2 separate regions of the Hordeum vulgare genome follow, and region 1 is linked to region 2. The links are chromatin contacts, called in public Hi-C maps. All regions are on one chromosome and are shown on one strand. The core of a region is the stretch at or near the end of the contact, and the rest is flanking DNA. Distances in the headings are between cores, read along the strand shown.

Region 1 (5,206 bases), core at 846-3,345, 170 kb before region 2:
CTTAACACTTGCCCCGACCATGAGCTCTCGAGAGAAATGATTATACAAAATTTTTATGCTCGACTTTCTCATGATGATCAAGCATCACTCGATTCTTGTGCTACCGGTTCCTATATCAAGGAGACTATTGAATTCAAATGGGATCTTCTGAAAAGGATTAAACACAACTCTGAAGATTGGAAATTCGACGAAGGTAAAGAGTCAGGTATAAAGATTAATCTTGATTGTGTTAAATCTTTTATGGAAACTACTTCTTTCCATGAGTTTTCACAATAAATATGGTCTTGACTTTGAAATACTAGCTACTTTTTGTGAATATTTTGCTACCCATGTTGATCTTCCCAGAGAGAAGTGGTTTAGATATCATCCTCCCATTGAAAAACTATCTGAGGAACCTATTAAAATTAAGAAGGAAGAAATAATTGTTGCCAAATCTATAAGTCATGTGATGCCAACGCTTCTAATATGATGGTGATCTCTCTGGTGTGACCTTGATACATTCCTCGCAAACCTTTGGGGCACTTATTTCAGCGTCGATGCATGCAATCAATTAAACCGAGCATTCCTAGAGACCCTCTTGCCTCTCTAATAGCCAACAACTTCTCGTGTCCTGCACATTTGGTTCTCTCAGATACTCTGCTCCAAACACCACGACCACAACACGGGCGAACTTGATAGTAGTATTCCGGTATGTGCGCTCCCCATCTTGACCATCTCACCAACGACACGCCGCAGTATCAAGTGCAAGCATTCTAAGAGCAGTCGTGCACTTCTGCTTGACTGGGAAAGAGAGTTGACCTTAGCAATCCCCCGTGAGCTTGAAGTAGTCATCGTGTGCGTCCACTCCGTCCAAGTGTGTAAAAACAATGGTTTTCGCATGCGAAAAAAAGATGCCACCATGGATCATCCGGGAAAGTTGGGTTCGGAGCAAAGTAGTCCTTCTGCAGTAGCTTTGCTCTGGATACTCTATCCATATTGATCATCCCTCTCCCTTTGATTGAGCCCATGAAATTGAGAATATGCTCCACTTGTCGGTCCATTTCTTCTTGCGTACTCATAAGCATGATCATGTCCACTTCTTTGTCTGAATCCGACGAAGCGAAGAGCTGATTTTCAATCATTTGATCAAGCTCCATGGATTCATACACCCCGCGGGACGAAGCATCAGAATCCATCATTTTCCCTACAAAATCACAAAAAATCCGGCCAGACAATGTGCATCCAATGCAAGGCGGAGCTAGAGAGTTACCGGACGTATCACGGTGTCTTCCGAGCCGACAACGACGTCCCCCACAACGAGGATGGGACAGAAGACTGCTCTGCTGGAGCTGGCGGGGCAGAGGCTAGGAACAACTACGAAGTGCGCGTGGCGACAGAGCTGCGAGACGGACGACGCGGAGAAGGAAGAAGAGAGAAGGAGCAAATGAATCCGGCATTTCTGCCGGATGAATTTGGTGCAATTTGCGGTGGGGTCGGACTGTCGTGTCCGACGTGACGGGCGTGCACGGGCGCCCCTATATCTGACCTATTGGGTTGAATATGAGAGATGTTGGTCAGCCCATATATTTGAGGCCCGTTTGAGGCGTTCGGTAGGGTCAAAATTTCATGACTAGTCACTAACATGCGACCCAACTAGGTGTTTAAGACGGATATAAGGAGTTTGGTCGTAGATGCTCTTACTTTACAAAAAAAACATATGCTACTTGTTTTAAGAACGGAGCATAGCTTAGATGATCATGTTCCTTGTGGTGTGATGATCGTATTTATTTATTTATTTCAGGCCTTCTCGCGATGTATCCTTTGACAGGTTCTCGTCGATTATGAAAGTGTCTTTAAACCGCGATGACTTCGTCAATCTTAAAATGTTACGCTGGCTCGTATCTTAAAGGTTTTCATTGGGATGCGTGCATGCAATTACAGGGTTGATTGTATATGCGTGTCTGTGTTATATATATTTTTTATACTTTTACACTACATCTACTTTGCAAATCCTTGTGGCACCTCTCTCGCTAAAAGAAAAATATGGAGGGGCACCTCCTGCAGTCCTGCCGACCACCCGTACTGAAACCGACGCGCGGCGCGCCCACGGCCGCTGCGGCCGACACCTGACGGCTGACGCGCTAACGCCTGGCTGGTGCTCCCGCCGCACGGTGGCGAGGCGACTTTCCGCCCCTCCGCCCGCCCGCCCGGTCTCGCACGCCCCGCGTACGCCGCGAACGCGAAGGACTCTTCCCCCTCCCCCGCTCCGCTTTATCCCTCCTCCGCCTACCCCCACTAGGCCACCACCGCTCGGCTCTCTCAGCTGCCCCGCATTTCCTCCGCGGCTGCTCCTCACGGGGGATCCTTCCGAGAACGTGCGGTGCCTGGCGAGCGATCTCGGCGTGTCGTGTCGCCCGTCCTCGCCGGCGCCGAGAAGCGGGATCCTGACTCCCGAGGTGCGTGGCCGCCTCCTGCATCCCGGTTCCTCCTGTTCGACTGGCTCAGGCAGACGCGGGAACTGTTGCTGTGCTCTTTGGTTCTAGACTAGATAGAGGCCGGTTCGCTTGTAGATTTGCGGAGTTCTAGATCCCTCGGTTCTAGAACAAATTCTGTTTTGGTCGACTGGATGTGAGGAAATTTGGTAGATTTCGATCTGCCTCCCCTCGAATTCTAGCTATTCTTGCGCTGGTTACGCTCCTGGAAGATAGGAACCGCAGGTAGTTTTTTGGCGTTCACTTGATCTCGACCTGTTTGTTCTTCAGCCCACCGACAGCCGCGTGTAGCATCAGTAGATCCAGTTGTACAGAGAGAAACGTATCTAGATATTCCACAGTGTTATCGCGTCTTGATCGTTAGATGTTCCATCAGGCACCAATATTATAATCGACGTTACAGTGGAATTAGTGCCTTGCGCCTCTAGGTTCCTTCCATTTCAGAGGTTCCCATGGTTTATGGCTCATCCTGTTAATTTCCTCTCTTTTCTTTTCGTGGCTCTTGGAGCTGTGCGTTTTTTTATTATGAATTTCTTAGTTTTTTTTGTTCTATAAGTTACAAACCAGATTTTGTTAGTTTTGTACTACGTTGTTACCTGTATTTTCACTGGCTTAATGAGTTGTCATTCTGTTCCTTGGCCAGTTCTTTTCCCCATGCAAAGATGGAGATAATTTATGCGCAGTCATTCGTGTGATAATATTTTTTGCAGGTGTTTCAGTTACATATCTGATAGTCGTCCCCCTCTAGTTAGCAAAATGTCGTTTCTATGGAAGTCGAGCAATGGTGGTACAACAGAGAAAACCTTGACTCTGGAAGAACAGCAAGAGAAAGTAAGATACTATTCTTCAACTTTAGAGCTCTATTTGCCTCAACCGAAGTACTTAATCCTAAGGCCATTTGGCTGTTCTATTTACCGAGCAGATAAATGAGGTACGAAAGCAACTTGAAGAACCCTCGTCGCTAGCAATACAGGGTTTCCTTTCGGATGCCTCGATACTAAGATTCCTTCGAGCTAGAAACTGGAATGTGCAGAAATCGAGTAAAATGCTGAAATCAGCTGTGAAGTGGCGGGCAGCATACAAGCCAGAAATGATTTCCTGGGTATGTATGGCTTAACCAATTCTTATGTTTATGTTCGATTGTAGGTTCATGCATTTATTGGCAAAACAAAAGAGCAGTGTAATTAAAAATTGCCGAGAAATTGGAAGAGCGGGCAGTACTCAAGAAGCACGCAGAGTAAGTTTAGTATTGGAGGAATAAGCTTGCCAGTGACAGTAACACACCACTGTGCTGATTAAATGATATTGATATTGCTGAACTGTTGGCTGAAAACATTATAATGCGAAAGAAAACTGTTCTTGATACTTCAGAAGTTACTTGTATTTCCTGTTTTTCAAGGTAATATAAGCTTTTCATACTTTCAACATCCAGGAAGAAATTGCGCATGAAGCAGAGACTGGAAAGATATATAGGGCTGACTACAAGGACAAACTTGGAAGAACTGTTCTTGTTCTGAGGCCAGGCTTAGAGGTTAGCTCCTTCACTGCAGAGTAAATATCTGGAAATAATTTCATCATAAGATACTTAAGATGTATATTTGGTATTTCCATGAAGAAACATGATTATATATATTCATGTGCATATACCTCTGACATAATAATCTTTGGAATCATATTGGAGTTGCTTGATCTGAATAAATCGTAGAAGTGTGAAAAGGACATAGCGACTGTGAACCACAATTATGGAGCTATCATGTTAACCCTGCTGGTATGAGCCCCAGAGTGATCTATCAACCTTCAAGAAGTTCAAAATTCATACTCAAATACTCAATCATTGTTAGGAGATACGAGCACAAAAGATAATTTCACGTTTGTTTGTAAATCATACATGTTTTTCTTCTTCGTAATATGCATGAATCTTGGGAAGCAGTTTTTGTTACCTTTTCTGTTTTTGTTCTATGCCTATTTACTTTATTGTGTAAATTATGGGGATGCCTCTGTGTTTGTTTTCTACTAGTTTTGTGTTGACTCTCATCTCATCCTACATCACTCTGGAAGTCTGGAGTGGTTATTCTAACTGTGCTTGCTTAATGTTGAATATAACAGAACACTACCTCGGGGAAGGAACAGATTAAGTATCTTGTTTACTCTCTGGAGAAAGCGATTATGAATCTGACGGATGATCAGGAGAAGATGGTGTGGATGATAGACTTCCAGGGCTGGACCATGGGAAGCACACCGCTGAAGGTGACCCGGGAGACCGTGAGTGTCTTGCAAGACTGTTATCCCGAGAGATTGGGACTTGCAATCCTTTACAATCCTCCTAGATTATTTGAGTCTTTCTATAAGGTGAGCGGTTGCACAACCTCAATTATCATGATTACTCTGTGAACAACATTTATGCTTTTTGTTTTCTACATTCAAGAAGTACTATTGTGCCAGTATTCGACAGTTCTTTGCTTTATTGCTAATTCTGTAGTCAGATCACAGCTCTTTAGTTATCCCACCAATTTGTCTTCTTTTTAAAAATACCAATTTGTCTTTTCTAATTATGTTAGCTGTATTACTTCGTCATATTTGGCGGTCTCCTCTAAATCTCTAATATATCTTTTTTAGTGTGAATTAACCGTTAAAAATTCCATTGTGGTGTGCTGTGTTCCTTGATACAAAATCCAAACTGTGGAAGCACTTATAAACCACAACGTGGGCACGCTGGGAATATCATTACCGAGTCA
Region 2 (5,275 bases), core at 1,279-3,778:
ATTGAATATTCTTCTGCTAAGCTTGTGTTAACTTTATCTATAGTTTAACAATTAAGGTATTGTGTTATGCATATGCATGTACACACTACCCCAACAAGACAAATGCGCAAAGGACCGCTTATGAGGCGCGCGTCCCTACCACTAGTGGTACCTTGAAAGCAAAAGTTTTTTTTTGAATGGAGCGTATATGACAAATGCACAAAGGACTTATGAACCAAACAGGGTCATAGCCTCTCACGCATGCCAGTTAAAGAATGTGACTCCGCACTGTTTCATCAACCATCTCTGCGAGGACACAAGGCGCAAGTTGGTTAGTTGGTCCATCTCCTACCTGCTAGCGCCGCAATACAGGCCAAAAGGGGTTCATCCGCCGTCGTCCCGTCGCACTCGCACAACGCCGCGCGCATCATTTCCAGTCATGCACGCACATGACATAATGCATGCCTAGCGTGTCTGATGTAACTGGACGTGGGCATGGGAGGCCCGAATGTTCGTTGCATCACTTTAGCAGCAGCAGCATCAGGCTGGCTCTACATCAAGCAAACTCGCCTTCCACACTCGACATTTCAACATGATCGACCAACTCAGCCGAGCACCACGCTAGCTGGTTCGTTCGTTTTAAGCTGCTCCTAGTATAGTAGTAGTTGTTGGACCTTATCATATCAATCAATCGTGCGATCTGTCGACAATCCGAAAGTGATCGCTCACATAGCACATACGACTAAAGATCGATACATCAGATTTGCGGCAGCACGTTTTACTTCACAATAGTGTATAATGATATCATTGCTCATATATACTCTAACTAATTACAGATTTACAGTAGCTGACGACGTCATAGTCATGCACGCACGCGTCATGGAACAAACAAGAGAATTCTGTAGTAGCAGTGGCATCGATCACGTCCGCACCGGCATGTGGACGCGGCGGTTGTGGTACCGCGCGACGCCGCCGCTTTCCAGCCCCATCGCCGTCTTGTTGGCCGGGACCGCCGGCGGGCGGGCCACACGGACCGGGGTCGGCCCGACGCTCACGGCCTTCTCGCACCGGCAGCTGTCCAAGAACCCGCCGCCGCCTTTCTTGCGGCCGGCGCTTCGGGACATGGCGGCGGTGAAGCCATCGTGGCCGGCGGCGGACCCCGGTGGGACGAAGCGGAACTCGTCGACGCCGCAAGCGGACGCCGCGCTGGAGAAGTTGGCCACGCTGCCCGCGTCGTAGGCCACGCCCTCGGCCGTGGCCACGCTCCACACCACGCTCGCCTCGCTCGGCGCGTACATGCACTCGCTCAGCGCCGGCTCGGCGTTGGCGGCGGCGGCGTACGCCAGGTCGTCGTCCCCCGAGTTGCGCCGGCTGCTGCGCCCGCGGTACGTGGTCGGGTACGATGATGACGCCGCGAAGCTCTCCAGGTCGAAGAGGTCCGAGCTCGCGTCACTCATCGCGTCGTCGTCCATGGCCGATGCGACCGCCGGCGCGCGCAGAAAGCCGGCCGTGGCAAGGGGCGGCGGCGGGTCCACGAGCACCACCGAGTCCTCGTCGATGGGACGGAACACCTCCAGCGACTCGCGCGGCGGCTCGTCAACGACGGTGACCCTCGCCGTCGCCGGGCTGATCACCGGGAACGTGAAACCGCCGGAGCTCACGACGCGGCGGTCAACGTCGGGAGGGAAAGCGGGGAATGAAGCGCTGGTGCCATGATCTGGAGCCGGAGCGAGGATGCCGTTGGCGCGAAGCGGGAACGCGCAGCTCCCTGTCGTAAAAATCTTCATCACGCCAGGCTCGTCGTTGGGAGGCAGCCCGTTGGCCTTATAGACGGCGGTTTCCTCCCTGGGGCTGGGGTCGAACCTCGCGTGGACCCTCGGGGTGGTGGGCTCGGAGGCGACGTCGACGGTGACGGCCTTCCTGCCGGCGCAGGGGCAGTCCCGGCTGAAGATCCCCCAGCGCTGCCCAAAGCCGCCGGTGCCAGGCTTCCTTCCGCCGCGGTGGTAGTGGTACCGGTCGTCCCTCGTATCCAGGGCGGCGACGCCGTTGGCGCCGCTGCCATGGCCCTTGTCGCGCTGCCTGGCCGCCGCCAAGGACGACTGGTTGCTGATTAGCAGCCCGGAGCGGCTGTTCCAGCTGGCCTCCGACGAGGCAGCGGTGCGGCCGCTCTGGCTTGCCGCCGCATCCACGGCCAGCTGGCGCGGAGGGTCGTCCTCGTCCGCATGGACCGCGGCGGCGTTGAAGTAGCGCTCGGCCGTGAAGATGTCGAGCTCCCGCTCGGCGCCGCCCGAGCGCCGGGCCACAGCCGCGGGGTGCGGGTGGTGCTGGGTGGCGCCGGGGACGGGGAGGAAGACCGGGCGCGCCGGCGCCACTCTGTAGCGGTCCATGTATGTGGGAGGAGAGATAAGACGCCACGCTTGGGTCACTCGTTGAGTGCGCGCGAGAGAGTTGGCGGAGAGGGGATGGTCGAGCGCAAGAATTTGTAGGAGCGGGAGCGCGGGCAGAGCCAAGCGCGAGACAGGCTGGGCTAGACAGGGACGGCATCCGCTACGGGCGGGGAGGTGTAAGCGTCCGTGTCACGTTTAAAAATGTGCGTGGCATACGAGCCGGGAGGAGAGCTGCTGTGCGCCAGCGGCCAACCGCAGCTCGGGGACAAGGGGTGGGCACCAAGAGTGTGCCGGGCCGAGCGGTACATACAGCAGTGTTTTCTTTTTCGCGCCATCCTCTCGTCATCCTGCCTCTCTCATCGCCCAGTTCTCCTACAAATTCTCCGGGAGCATGCAGGACACTTCTTCACGCATGCTTCCAAGTTGAAATAACACCAACAGACCCCGAAACTGATTCCAATCGAGCTCCGGTTAGTTCATGGCAGGCATTGGTGGGTAGCCAGATGCATTGCACGTCGCAAGTGCACTGCATCATCATCGACAGGCGGAGTGCGTTTCCGATTCCTCACGAATGATGAGTTCCATGGCATCCAAAACCAAGCGCGACGATCCAATGAACGACACTCCTACAAGATACAGATACGTAGCTGCATGCAGTGTACGAACCGGGGAACGGCCAGGATCTACTACGTGGCGTCCAAACAAGCCACTACCACCGAATCGGCGACAGAATCAGCGGTGACAATATACCATCCACTGTTCTCGAGAAAAAAAAAAGACAATATACCATCCACTCTTCTCGCAAAAAAAAAAGACAATATACCATCCACTCAACTAGCAATCGCTTATGTAATTCTATCATTGGCAAACTAGGCCACGGTTTTCAAATCAAAGGAATGCAACAAGTAAAGGATTGGGATGCCATGCCCCACTCCTACGGAAATATATCCCCAAAAAAGTTCACAAACCAAAGGCCCAGTGTTTCAACCTTTAGGGCAAGCACATCTAGAACAATAGTAAATACGATACAAGCTAACAAATCACAAACAACTGCATTTACATAACTCATGCCCTATCAAATGTAATTCAAGGTTGAACAGTCATAGACCAACGCATGCTTGCATTTTGCAATAGAAAGTAACTGAACCTCAGGCTAGTTTAAGTTGCTTCACAACACCGCAATACTTATTTTAATACAAAAAAAAAAATAACACAAGACCGAGGGCATGACCTATACATAGAGATACATACCAAAAAAATAGAAGTGAAAGGAGCGCATGTCAGTCATCATCATTCTGCATGAACATCTTAACATTTACAAAAGCATCCCCTGTTATAAGGTGGCACAGATTTCTTAGATCACTACAATTCTGTGGTTGGTCTGTTGCACCAGTAAATTACAATGGCGAGGAGCCTCTGCTCTTGTGCATATCGTCGTGAGAAGCAGGGCGGGCAAAGGAGGGCGATGACATGGCAGCATGACAGGACGACGAAACCAGTTGCGCAACGGCTGGTATTGTACCAGCTGCAAATAGAATTGAAACTTTAGCTCATCAAATGCATATAACTGTTCATCAGATAACAGTCTAGCTCCATTATATCAAGGAAATAATCTACCAGCCATGATATCAAGGAAATAATAATAGAACACATTTTTAGATAGCAAAATTATAAGCATAAAATAGATATAAATATATTAAAATACAGAAGAGTGTTGCTTCACCTGCTAATCCAGCACACGCAGAAGAGAATACAACAACTGGAGGGGCCTGCAGGAGGAAAAGGGTCAGAACAAAGGACCTCGGATTGAACTAAAAACAGCATCCCCATGTAATCTTTGCACCAAATGCCCTGCATCATTTTAAAAATTCTCAAACAAAAGAATAAAAGGCGATAAATTCTCTTGGGATGCAACTGTAGCTGGCTGTACACTCAAGCAATGCTAATCTGGGAGGGAACCACTCCCAGTAATCAGGCCCGTACCGGGCAACTGTGCAGGGTGTGCGCCTGCACAGGGGCCCCAAACCAGCAGGGCTCCAAATCAGCCGGCGTAGTAGCTAACTAGGAGTATATTAGCAGGGAGTACTAGGTATGATCAAAGAAGGTAATGTGCTATGCTACTCTTCAAGCAATGAATTAACTCACCCAACTAGTATGCGTGGGAATTTGAACGAATTAATCATCCATCCTTTCCTCACACACGACACTCTCTTCCTCTTCGTCTTCCTCAAACACCAGGCATATTTTTCCTTCCTACTTAAAATATTAAATCATTAATGATCTTTCCAATCCACGTCTAATTAAACTCTAAGCGATTTTCTCAAAATAATCCATTGTGATAACAGCAAAATGTGTAACGCTCTACTCCCAATCACTCGTATATTTATTTGGTTTTATTCTTCCAAATACCAAATCTGCAAGTCTGCATATCAGTATTTCTCTCGACCTCCTTTGCTGACTGTTGTCGGCCGTGCAACCCATAAGCATCAGTAGGAGCCTTGACTGAAGTTGGAGATTTCGAGTTCTTGGTCGCCTAATGCTGGTTCATCGACATGAGCAGCCAAAGCGAGAGCAACACAAGCTGCTGGCCCGTAATCTTGCTTCCCAAATACATAAAAGGTTGCTTCATTCCTTTTTATCTATATAATTGAAGGCTGCTTCATTCCTTTTTATCTCCACATGTTCAGTTTTTAGTTCTTGATATTTGTCTCTTAGTTTTACTTCCCACAATGTGTTCTGGAACTAGCAAGTATGAGTCATGTCAGGATATGAAAATGTAGGAAAAATAAAAAATGTCAAGGGCCTATATTTGGATTTTGCTCCGGGCCACCGCCTTCTCGGGTATGGCCCTGCCAGTAATAAAATTGCTTACGTACGAATGGTATGAAACTCAGCACATGGACACAGTG

Evidence for each region. Hi-C and Micro-C count contacts between places; a contact is called where the count stands out from the background.
Region 1: a Hi-C map of leaf shows a contact between it and region 2, with 8 times the contacts expected there. The contact joins the promoter of LOC123443458 here to the promoter of LOC123439775 in region 2. A contact is called at or near these places in 4 of 6 Hi-C or Micro-C datasets (leaf and seedling) and 1 of 1 datasets of contacts at active chromatin or transcription factors (embryo).

What each region holds. Positions count from the first base shown.
Region 1 is chr3H:186,047,441-186,052,646 of MorexV3_pseudomolecules_assembly, reverse strand. It overlaps LOC123443458 (phosphatidylinositol transfer protein 3-like), which reads left to right and starts at 2,095. Exons shown (of 6, transcript XM_045119832.1): 1 at 2,095-2,435; 2 at 3,182-3,302; 3 at 3,394-3,573; 4 at 3,904-4,002; 5 at 4,578-4,820. The coding sequence starts at 3,228.
Region 2 is chr3H:185,879,839-185,885,113 of MorexV3_pseudomolecules_assembly, reverse strand. It overlaps LOC123439775 (protein PHYTOCHROME KINASE SUBSTRATE 4), which reads right to left and starts at 2,528. Exons shown (of 1, transcript XM_045116453.1): 1 at 636-2,528. The coding sequence starts at 2,366. The coding sequence ends at 900. It overlaps LOC123443457, which reads right to left. Exons shown (of 6, transcript XM_045119831.1): 5 at 4,090-4,135; 6 at 3,470-3,891. The coding sequence ends at 3,764.